2 separate regions of the Sus scrofa genome follow, and region 1 is linked to region 2. A link is a contact called in public HiChIP or PLAC-seq data. All regions are on one chromosome and are shown on one strand. Each heading gives the region's core, a stretch centred on a gene start, on an enhancer-like site or on the middle of the called end of the contact. The rest is flanking DNA. Distances are from core to core; before and after follow the strand shown. Region 1 overlaps SEC11A (signal peptidase complex catalytic subunit SEC11A). Region 2 overlaps ALPK3 (alpha-protein kinase 3).

Region 1 (6,059 bases), core at 1,758-4,257, 180 kb before region 2:
CCATGAGGATGCAGGTTTGATCCCTGGCCCCACTCAGTGGGTTAAAGGATTGGGCATCGCCATGAGCTATGGTTTAGGTCACAGACACAGTTCGGATCTTGGCTGTGGCGTAGGCTGGCAGCTGCAGCTCTTATTCGACCCCTACCCTCGGAACGTCCATATGCCACAGGCGCAGCCCTTAAAAAAAAAGTCTTAAGAAAGGTGACCTCACAATTTGGGATAACTCCCACACCTGAGAGGGTTATGAAGACTTGCTAACACACTTATGCAAATGACCAAGAAATGTACTCAAGGATAACAGAGCCTTTATTTCAAGCCTAGGCTTTTTAAGAAGCCTAAGACTCCCTAAGTGACAAATGCCAATACTTTTCCCATTGAGAAACAGAATATGGGAAAAGACCAAGGATACACACACAAAAGAAGAAAATAAGATTAACATCAAAAATTCTAGAAAGGGAACATGCTGTTTTAAGTGGAACCATAGGGAGATAAAGTTTTTAGATTCAAATCTGGCAAGACCCAGATACAATGTACTTAATAACAGGCAAGAACAAATCACTTTAATGATTCATATGCTCTGCCCCAGAATAACAGCACAACAATTATGCTTCTACCCTAGTTACTACCTCTTGTTCCAATGTACGATTACACTGAACTTTTAGTATATGCTGCTAGAAGCTACTGGAAAAACAGAGTACAGTGTCTATAAAAACGGGGCTCCTGCACTGGAGGAACTTACAATCTGATGGAGAAACTGGAGTCCAATCCACAAACATACACAAATAGCATAAGGCTGTACACCCTGAGTGACAGAGGAAGAAGCAAGTGACAAGCAAAGAGCATGAGATACTATAAGTGAAAACAGAGTATATAGCTCCAGGCTGCTTCATGTTAGCTGAATAAGTTGGAACTTCACACATAGGTAATATGTAGGGCAAATACAATTTATGACCCAAAAGGAGACTTTTATTTAAAAATAAAAGGGGTACTAAAATGAACAGGTGGAAATGATCTAAAATAGGCAGAGATTAGAGTTCCCGTTGTGGCTCCCAACTAGTAGCCATGAGGTTGTGGGTTCCATCCCTGGCCTTGCTCAGTAAGTTGGGGATCAGGCGTTGCCATGAGCTGTGGTGTAGGTGGCAGACGTGGCTTGGATTAGGCGTGGCTGTGGCTCTGGCATAGGCTGGCAGCTGCAGCTTTGATACCACCTGGGAACCTACATGTGCTGCAGGTGCTAAAAAGCAAAATAAAATAAAATAGGCAGAGACTGGCCCATTACAGGGGAAACTGGGACATAAAGTCTCCCAAGCAACAGGGGGTCCCTGAGTATGTTTCTGGATTCAGGGGACGGCAATGAAAATGGAACGACAGGGTAGATGTTGGCTTTTAAGTGACTAAATAGGGTGAGGAAATGAAAAACTAGGTGAATACTCGTTCAAAGAAAAGTTGAAATTTGGAGGGGAAGTTTGCAGGGATTGCTATGAGCTGAAGCTTAAAGATAGGACAATTAAATGGAAGTGACCAGTGGGAACAGCGAGACTTGGGGCTAGAACTAAGGACAGGCCGTTTGGAAATAACTTGCAGATACTAACGAGTGTGGATGAGTAACATCCAAAAGATAATTCCATTATCATGTTCTCATCTCAAGTTTTATCAATTTGCATCCTCTTGGATTCTCTTCACTCACCAGGTTGAGCCCCTCCTAGCTTCCCACCTGCCCTGCCAAATCTCAAAGAGCTTATAATTCCATTAAAATACCAAGTTAAACATCTCTGGCATTTCCTACATTTCCAAAGAGCTGTTAAAATACATTGTATTTACTAATAAAACCTTCTAGTTTCAAGTTATAGCACTAAAGCAGACAATATAAAAACTAAGAACATAGTATCACTTTCCACAAATAATCTTGTTATTTTTGGCTACTACAGTGAGTCAAATATTTTTAAATGATCTGACTACTTTTCAGAGAGTTTAGCTGTTCTTTCAAACTAGAGCATCTAGCAAAGGAAGAAAAACAGCCATTTCAACAAAACTGGGTGTGAAAATACGCAAGGGAGGAAAATAATGTTTTCCTTTCAATAAGTGTATATAATATAAGGAGGAGAAATCTGGAGAGCTTAGGATACAAGTATCAGGATGTTTACATTCAGGCAGGGTCGGATCACAAAGAACTTTGGGGAGCTCCCACTGTGGCTCATTGGAAAAGAATCCGACTAGGAACCATGAAGTTGTGGGTTCAATCCCTGGCCTTGCTCAGTGGGTTAAGGATCCAGCGTTGCTGTGAGCTGTGGTGTAGGTCACAGACGCGGCTTGGATCCTGTGTTGTTGTGGCTGTGGTGTAGGTGGGCAGCTGTGGCTCCAATTCGACCCCTAGCCTGGGAACCTCCATATGCCTTGGGTATGGTGCTAAAAAGTGAAGCAAAAAAAAAAAAAAAAAAAAAGCCAAAAAAACCCAAAGAACTTTGGGATCCCAACCTTTGCCAGCAGAACACACTACTTCTTCTCCAGCGTAGTCTCAGAAAGGTTGGTACCAAATTAGCCAGGGCACCAATTAGGCTGCACAATTAACCCCGTCCTCTGCAGGTTATTAAGAAGAAAAAAATGGAGTAAGTAGCAATTTTCTGCCTCTCCACATGGGCGGGGTGGTGGGGGGGAAGAGGAGGCATTCGACACTGTCCATGGCTCATGAGAAAATACAAGTACTATATAAGCCTCAAAGACAGATTCAAAGGACTACCTGTCAGTAGTAATTTGCCAAGTTTCATGCTCTGTTGATATCATTAAGAGCCCATATCCAAAGTTGAAAGGTGAAAGCCTAGATAACGGATTTAGGATGGCCTATTCTCTATAGGGGAGGGTTTCAGAAGATTAACTGTCCCTATTCTCATTCCACTGGCACTACAGTATGGACTGATTTCCACCTCAGCTGAACAAATAACAGAAACGGCTCATTTAGCCCAACCCAGAAAACTTGCTTATTCTGAGATTTCACAATAATACAAAAAGAGAACAGAAAGGATTAAGAGTCTTTTGTGCTTAAAATACACTGACTTACCCCATGCACTCCTTATTTCCTTAACTGTCTCAATATTAAAAGAAGGAAAACACGGCGGGGCTTTGTCTTTACTACTTTCAACCTTGCCCTCTCTACGTCTGCACTGGAGAAGAGCAAAGCCACGCACAGGTTCTGGCAAACTAGAGTCTCAAGAACACAAGCAGTAGGCCTGTCCTTCAGCACCTTCCTCCTGCCTCTCCCAGATGCTGAAACTCACTGCCACGGTGGAGAAGGGGCTGAGGATGTCTCAAGTGTAGACAAGGTTAGAAGTCTTCAGCAAGGTGAGATTTGCTGAACCTCTCAGCAACTAGCTGGGTTTATACACATCTGAGTCATACCCTGGTGAAGAATCAATTTTTATAACTAAGAGATTTCTTATGGACATCAATAGCTACTTTTTGTTTGTTTGTCTGTCTGTTTTTTGGCCTTTTAGGGCCACACCTGTGTCATATGGAAGTTCCCAGGCTCGGGGTTGAATCGGAGCCACAGCTGCTGGCCTACACCTCAGCCACAGCATCGCAGGATCCAAGCTGCATCTTCAAACTACACCCCAGCTCATGGCAGTGCTGGTTCCTTAACCCACTGAGTGAGGCCAGGATTGAACCTGCATCCTCGTGGTTCCTAGTTGGGTTCATTAACCACTGAATCCCAAAGGGAACTCCTCATTGGCTACTTTTACTTCACAAAAACAAAATCAGAAACAAAAACCAGTTGTTTGTATTAGGACAACCTTCTTGGCTGAAGAACTGTTCACGTCAAAGCCTTTATCTCCCCAAGGGGCGCTAAGAACCAGCACAGGAAAGCAAATTTCAGGAGCTTTCCCGACAAACACAAGTCAGGGATAAGGGGTTCGATATGCAAAGTCTTTTATTTAAAATTTTGAAAAGTTAAGACTACGACCACCTCAGTATATGCCACTCCCATTATAAGGAGGAATGACAGTTGCAGACTCATGCAGAGCTGCCTTTTCATTTACAGAACTCTGTTAGGCACTTTGAAGTGAAGCTTGGCTTCAAAATACAAACACTGGGGCTTTGGCTCAACCTTTTAATATAAAAAATTCACTGATGTACAAAAATGTGAAAGTGTGACAATGACAACATATGAAATTCTGTGATTGAGAGTCCCCTTGAGTGCACGCCTGGTGCACACGCACCCGCCCGCACGTACTCTGGCGTGGAAACATAAACTAATGCAAACCAGTGCTACCGAGAAGCGCCAACATGTGTGTTCTCCATTCCACCAGCCGCAGATCAATTATCTACTCCAAACATTCAGGAACAACAAGTACAGCATCTTCCAGGAACAGCAAGGCAGACTTCTTACTCACGATGGACCAGCACAAATAAACCCAGCAAAAAGAGCACTGCATACTAGAAAACAAACACAGGACAGCAAGTCAGAGAAGCTTTTGTGTTTTTTTAATTGTTATTTTTTGGCTTTTTGGCTTTCTAGGGCTGCACCCGTGGCATATGGAAGTTTCCCAGGCTAGAGGTCTAATCGGAGCTACAGCTGCCGGCCTACACCACAGCCACAGCCAAGCCAGATCCGAGCCGAGTCTGTGACCTACACTACAGCTCACAGCAATGCTAGATCTTTAACCCACTGAGCAAGGCCAGGGATCGAACCCACAACCTCATGGTTCCTACTCGGATATGTTTCCGCTGTGCCACGACAGGAACTCCAGAGAAGCTTTTAAAAGTGCACGAATCCTCGAAGTTAATGAACAAACTGGCCTTTGTGACCATGATAAATCAACACACTATCCAACTGGTCTTCCATCTTTTAACTATAATCCATTTAATAGTTTCCAAAATTAATAAAACATAAAGTACAAGATCTTACCTTAAATTTAGGATAGTCATTCATGAGGATCGTCACAATCCCAATATAAGGAACAAATCTAAACAAATAAACAAAAAACCTCATCATCACAGAACTTTCTAAGTAGCTGCTATCATTTACCAACATTCTCACTATCTTTCATAGAATACTAATTTTCAGCTCACAAAGTCCATTGGCATATATGGTCCTATTAGACCCTTTCAACAGCCCACGTGACAGGGAAGTTAGGGATATCTCCATTTTACAGATGAGGAAACAGCTGCTCATGCCTGAGATACATGGCTTTTGTGTGGTTGAACCGGTACCAGATCCAAGGTCACCTACCTCCAGTTAGTGACCCTAATGCGACATGTTAATTCAGTGCTAGGGGCTGGGTTTGTTGTTATAACCTTCGGAAAGCTGTCAATCTAGCTGGGGAGACATGCAAACACAGTCAGAACATTACCAAATACTTGATGTTAAGTGTCCAAAAAGGTGAATGTAACAGCTCTATTAACAGCACTTAAGATTTCACCACCCTCTCATTTTTTAACCACCGGTAATCTGGTTTTGGCTCTCTCAATCTTGAAGCTTCTTCTAGAATAGTTTAAATCACTCTATGCAGACGACCATTCTCAGTGCCTTTCTTCCTTTTCACTTCTGCAGCATTTGACTCTGAGGACCGCAAACTCGCCCTTGAAATCTTTCTCCCTGGTTTCTATAACCCACCACAAGCCTCTTTCTCACCTCTTGGCTGCTACGCCTTTGTTTTTTCTTGTTTTCCTCTTGTCCTTAAAGTTTGTTGCCTCAAACTAGATAAAACCACTTGTTAAATAATCTTATAGCATCGCTACTTCCTTTGAAGTCTTCACTACAAGTTTAATTACATCATTCGTTGCCTAACCAGCTGGATAGTGTCTCTCCCCTACTAGCTCTAAACCCTACAAGGGCAGACAAGGCCAATGCCAATCTGTCCCCCACTGTGTCTTCAAGGCTGAACACAACACCTGGCACACAGTTGGTATCCAGGAAATACTGCCTGATTCAGTTAGAATGTCCAGGCCTCTTCTTTTCTCTTTCCCTTGGGGATCTCATTTTCTTCTAGGACTTCCACTGACCCCTCAAAGCAAAAAGACTCTTCAACATCATAAGAATTCAGGGGAGAGAGAAATGTAGGAAG
Region 2 (5,889 bases), core at 1,048-3,547:
CTTTCTGGAAGCTCCCTGCTTCCCTTCTTACCAGAGGCTAGGAAGTTTCTCCTTTATATTTGCCTTCCAGCTGCTGAAGAGGAACAGTTTTTAGCTTTGACCAGGCCTAGCTTCTAGAAATAGGCGGAGCCATGTGATAGTCCTCTTCTTCCTGCAAGCCTGGGGTGGGTGGGCCAGTCCAGTCCCTTCAGGTGGTCTGGGGCAGCCATGGCATCCTGTCCTCTCCTCCCATTATTTTGGAACCAGTCTTCCTGCAACCCAATCTCCTGTTTCCTTCGTAGGGTACCCGGAGCCAGAGGTGACCTGGTACAAGGATGACACAGAGCTGGACCGCTACTGTGGCTTGCCAAAATACCAGATCACCCATCAGGGCAACCGTCACACACTGCAGCTCTACAGGTGAGGGGCAGGGGCCTGTTCTGCTCTCTCTGTCCTCCTGAGGGTCCTATGGCCCAAGCCTGCCCTCGGAAATGCTGTCAGCTGGATGAGGATGCCCCGGCAGGACCTAGGGATGGAGGCGGGGTTCTGCTGCTGAGCTGAACCACCTGGTGGGCCATGTCTGCCTGCCAGGGCCCGGGATCTCCTAAGGCCAGGATGGGAGTATTTCTGACAGCCAGAGAGCCGAGTGCAACCAGAGGAGGTCCTGACCCATGGAAACATTTTCCATGAAGTCAGCTGCCAAAAAAAGCTTCTGTGTCATCCTTAACTTCCCAAGGGGCTGTGTGGGTCACCTGTTTCTGAAGGGAGCTCTCCTGGGCCCCAAGTCTAATCCCTCCTGGAACAGCATGACCTTGGGCAGCTCCCTCCCTCTCGTTAGCCTCAGTTTCCTCAGCCGTAACGGGGAGTGTTGCACGTGGTGATGTTGGAGGTAGGGTGTGGCACTCAGGGCAGGACTGGCACAGGTGGGGTAGATGCTCAGCTCAGCAAGGCCCCGGCTGCGGGGAGTGGGGCTGTCCCCTCCCATCTCATCCTCCTGCCTCCAGGTGTCGAGAAGAAGATGCTGCTATCTATCAGGCCTCTGCCCGGAATGCCAAGGGCATCGTATCCTGCTCGGGGGTCTTGGAGGTGGGCACCATGACCGAGTACAAGATCCACCAGCGCTGGTTTGCCAAGCTGAAGCGCAAGGCTGCCGCAAAGATGCGTGAGATTGAGCAGAGCTGGAAGCACGGGAAGGAGGCAGTGGAAGAGGCTGACACCCTGCGCAAGCTCAGCCCGGACCGCTTCCAGAGAAAGCGGCGGCTGAGCGGGGCTGAGGTGCCGACCCCACTGGCCCCTCCTCGGGAGGCCAAGGACGGGACCCCAGTGGCTTGGCAGGAGGGAGAGACTGAGCCTGGTCAGCACCCAGGGTTAGGTCTGATCAACAGTTTTGCTTCTGGAGAGGTGACCACCAACGGGGAGGCTGCCCCTGAGCACGGCGAGGATGGGGAGCACGGGCTGTTGACGTATATCTGTGAGGCCATGGAGCTGAGGCCTCAGAGAGCCCCCAAGAAAGAGTCTGGGGCCAAGAAGAAAAAGAAAGATGAGGAACCAAAGCAAGATCATCGGAAGCCAGAGGCAGAGAAGGCAGCTCGAAGCCACCGCTCCTCTGAAAACAAGGACAAGCCCGATTCCTGTGGTACACAGGGGGCCGTGGAGCAGGTTCAGCCCCGGCCCAGAGGCCGGGCTGCACGGGGCCCGGGGTCCTCTGGAGTAGATGGCACCAGGAAGCCAGCCTCCGCCGAGGGCACTCAAGATCAGGCCCAGAACCCCCCTGCGCCTGGCCCTTCCCCCCTCGCAGGCCCAGGCCAGGAAGTGTATTTCTCCCTGAGGGACATGTACTTGGAGAGCACCCGGGCAGTCAGGCCTCAAGGGGAGGAGGAGTCCCAGACCCCCAGTGGCAGGACACCTGGAGAGATGCCCTCAGGGAAGCAACCGGGGGAAGCGGCAGGTGAGAAGGGGCCCGCTGCCCCTGGCCAGCCCCCGACCTCGGCCCCCCAGCAGACTAGGCCCTTCAACAGGAAAAGATTTGCTCCTCCGAAGCCCAAAGGTGAGCTCGCCAGCAGCAGCAAGACTGATTCTTCCCTGAGTCAAGATCCGGATCCTGGGGCTCAGAGTCTAGGAAAGGCCCCACCTCAGGCCTCTGCGCAAGTGCCCACGCCCCCTGCCCGGCGGAGACCCAGCACCCGGGATAGCCCCCTGCAAGGGCGTGCCAGCCACCAGACTCCAGGAAGGGTGAGTGTGGGGGTTGGGTGCCTGAAGGCCTCTCGGAGAAGCTGACCTCATGGAAACTCTTGCTGCAACAGCCCGACCGCCAGTGAGCAGTGGGGTATTTATAGAAGGGGGTGGGGTGGGGTGGGGTGGGGTGCTAGCCAGGAGCAGGGGACCACAGGCTTGGCCCTCGCCCCAGGCAGTCCCCAGATGCCAGGCATATGGGCAGCACAACCTAACTGTGACCATCTCCTCTGACAGCATAGAAGTTCACTGCCAAGGGAACTGTGCCCCAGAGGGAGGTAGAGGAAGACGATGTTCTCTGGGGAGGAAGGAGGCAGGGGAGGCTAAGGAGCAGCCTAGTGTGCAGTGGGTCTTGCCCTGGATGCTTTTAGAAGGTTTTTAAAAGAGCCAGTGTCCAGGAACTTCTGGCTTAATCTAGGTTTTTATCTAAGATTTTGGAGTCGGGTATACCTATGTGCAAATCTGACTGTGAACATTGTATGATCCCGGGCAAGTTATAAAACCAAAATAATAATAATGCCTGCTTCATAGGGCTGTTGTGAGAATCCGAGTGCTTGGCACAGGGCCTGCTGTGTGTTAAAGAACGAAACAAAGGGTGAGAGGATCACGGTGTCGCTGTGGTGGGAGGCAGAGGCACATGGCTTTACCTGAGGACGGAGTGCTGTCTTTTTCTGGGGATGAGATAGCCCACTGGGGAGACAAGGGGAGGGGCGTTCACTCTTCAAAGGAAGAGGCAGATGGTGACAGCATCAGCACTTTGATGGTGGGGGAGTCGGGAAGGGGGGCAGGTGGAGAGGGGAGCGGGATCAAGAGGACTGACGGCAGGGAAATAGTTGGTCCTGTTCGGTCAGCGTTTCATATTTCAGGGGGCGGAGGACAGGCCCTGTTTCACAGAGTTTAGAGAGAAGGAATGCTTAGTGGTGGGGCAGAAAGAAGGCAGTGTTTCCTGTAAGGGGCAGAAAGAAAAGGTCTTTCAAGAGTAGGGGTGCATTGGATAAAATAGATGGGATATGCTATTCTAAGAAATTACTGATGGTCTGAAATTTAAATAGAACTGAGTATCGAGTCTTTCTCTTTGCTAAATCTAGCACATTGATTGGAGACAGCACTTGGGTGGGAACTAAGATGAAATTGTTTCTTGGGATGCGGGAAGCAGGAGCGTGGTTCCCAGGAAACAGGAGGAGCACTGCACAGCGGGGTCAAGGCAGAGAATGGAGGGCTTTGGGATGGTGGAGGGAGGCCTGTGAAGCCTGGACAGGCTGCTGTAGACCCTCCTGTGGGCAGCGGAGAAGGGATGCTTCCTGGAGTGCAGGGAGAACTTCCCTGAGGGCAGGAGGGAGAGGCCACTTTCAAGGATTATCAGGGGAAACAGTTTTGGTTCAGTGGATGCAGAGGTTTGTCTGTGGGGACTGTAGTTCAGAGGACTTTAGAGTGGGGCGAACCTCAAACCCAGCTCTCTAGACTCTGTTCCTGACCCTTTCCCCCTTCATGCCTGGTCTCAGGAGATTTCAGCAGATAGAGTGGTGAGTTCCTAGTGGCCCAGATGGGACTGCTCCTTGTACCAGACAGCCCACAGCAGGGCCTCCTGCAGAGATGGCCCTCATGGGCCCCTGGGGAGCAGATTTGGTAAGAGTCCAGGCAGGCAGCCAAGTCTGAGTGAATCTGGCTTCTCCGCCCACAAGGGTGGGGAATACCATGGCCAGAATAGCTGTATCCTTTCTAGCAAGGCCCTCCTTAGGGGAGAATGGGCTGGGGTGGTACAAGCTCAGGACGGGCTAACTGCAGAAGCCGTGCTATTCCTGCAAAGAGCTTGTATGGCTTTTCTTTTCTTTTTTTATACTCAAAAACATTGTGAAATGTATCATACATGTGAAAAATGCATTTAACATCAATGTGTATGTTGAAGCTGTTGCTTTTTAGTGGCCGAATTTGACTCATTTTTTATGTTCTTGTTCTATCAAATCTTTTTAAAAAATCTTAATCTCACTATGAAAGAAAAACATGGCCATGGTAAAAAAAAAAAGGGGTGGGGGTGGGGGTGGGGGAGAAAATTCTAAAAATTCAAAGGAAAAAGTAAAAATACACCTATAATTATACCATCCAGAGACATCTTCGTATATCTACCAGTCTTTCTGTATATGTATTTTATTATTTTTAAACTTAATTTACGTTGTTATTCTGATTCAGTTATATTCATTTTTTAAAAATGTCTTTTTTAATAGCCGCATCTGTGGCATATTGAAGTTCCTGGGCCAGGAGTTGAATCGGAGCTGCAGTTGTGGCCAGTGCCACAGCCACAGCAACACTGGATCCAAGCAGCGTCTATGGCCATGCCACAGTTTGTGGCAATGCTGGATCTTTAACCCACTGAGCAAGGCCAAGGATTGAACCCTAATCCTTATGGACACTATGTTGGGTTCTTAACCTGCTGAGTGACAACGGGAGCTCCCTGATTCAGTTTTATATCCTGCTTTCTTTACTTCTCATTATGTCATGAGCATCTTTTCATAGTTCCTAAAAATTATCTGAAAGACTTCATTTTTAGTGGTTATATAAGATGCCATAGTATGCATATTTTAGCCATTTCTTCCATTGTGTTTATGCTTTTCTTTATTCCAAGGTTAGTTAAATATAAATGTGTGTTTTTATAATCTTTGTGCTTGAATTCCTTCAACTTTTAAATTAATCTGTAGTTGATTTGGCTATATAGTATAGCATCAGTCTCTAGCTCAATTTCTGCTTAATGACTAGGTAATTTCCCCTAATCTCAACCTTTGTGGAATAGTCAAGCTTTTCCTATTAGTTTTTTTTTTTTTGTTTGTTTGTTTCTTTGTTTTCTTAGGGCCGCAGGTGCAGTTTATGGAAGTTCCCAGGCTAGGGGTCAAATCAGAGCTATAGCTGCCAGCCTACACCACAGCTGCAGCAACCCTCAGCAACACCAAATCTGACCTGCCTCTGCGACCTACACCACAGCTCCCGGCAAAATCAGATCCTTAACCCACTGAGTGAGGCCAGGGATCAAAAAACCTGCATCCTCATGGATACTAGTCGGGTTCGTTTCTGTTGAGCCACAACAGGAACTCCTCCTACTAGTTTGTGATTTATTCTTTATGTCCTTATTTTATACTCACTAAAGCCTATTTTAGTTCTCATATATACATCTATCATAATCCATTAATCTCTTCGCTGATTCTTACAACAGAATGATCTCATTTTGCTTATTGTAGCTTTAATTTCTGGCAGAGCAACTCTCTTATATTTCTTTGAAACATTTTTAAAGCTATTCTCTCTGTTTATTCCTCTAAGAAAACTTACATTTTGTAAGTCCTGAGGATGATCATCTCAATATGTGGAAACTCCCTTCCCATAATCAGGGCTGTTTGGTTTTCAGAGAATACATGAATATGAGTATTTTCTGAGAGCTGATGAAAGGAGGGGAACTTAGGGAGATACATGATCCTTGCCTTAAGGAATTATCTAATGAATCCAGGGGATTAGACTTAAACCATAAGTGCAAAGAGGCGGTGGTGAATGTTTCTGCAGTGGGTTTCTAGGGAGGGAGAGGTTTGTGGTCATGAGGGAAATCATTTGGGAAGAGGCCAGACTAGTTGGCAGCATGTACATGATTTATTACTGGAAATGCCATAGTAGAAAAACATTGAAGACAACTTTTTAATA

The links. HiChIP or PLAC-seq counts read pairs in DNA pulled down with a chosen protein or histone mark.
Region 1: an H3K27ac HiChIP or PLAC-seq map of alveolar macrophages shows a contact between it and region 2. The contact joins two enhancer-like sites. A contact is called at or near these places in 1 of 5 promoter capture datasets (liver), 1 of 47 Hi-C or Micro-C datasets (embryonic fibroblasts) and 1 of 2 datasets of contacts at active chromatin or transcription factors (alveolar macrophages).

What each region holds. Positions count from the first base shown.
Region 1 is chr7:52,869,854-52,875,912 of Sscrofa11.1, reverse strand. It overlaps SEC11A (signal peptidase complex catalytic subunit SEC11A), which reads right to left. Exons shown (of 7, transcript XM_021098904.1): 6 at 4,901-4,958; 7 at 3,905-4,428. The coding sequence ends at 4,378. Among named protein-coding and RNA genes, the nearest start is that of NMB, 10 kb to the left of the region's middle. Within about 2 kb of position 3,007, at least 3 of the 83 cell types and tissues checked have an H3K27ac peak or open chromatin away from gene starts, as enhancers often do. A contact at or near this core is called in alveolar macrophages, where this site is marked.
Region 2 is chr7:52,691,094-52,696,982 of Sscrofa11.1, reverse strand. It overlaps ALPK3 (alpha-protein kinase 3), which reads left to right. Exons shown (of 14, transcript XM_021098900.1): 4 at 282-399; 5 at 984-2,211. Among named protein-coding and RNA genes, the nearest start is that of ALPK3, 25 kb to the left of the region's middle. Within about 2 kb of position 2,297, at least 20 of the 83 cell types and tissues checked have an H3K27ac peak or open chromatin away from gene starts, as enhancers often do. A contact at or near this core is called in alveolar macrophages, where this site is marked.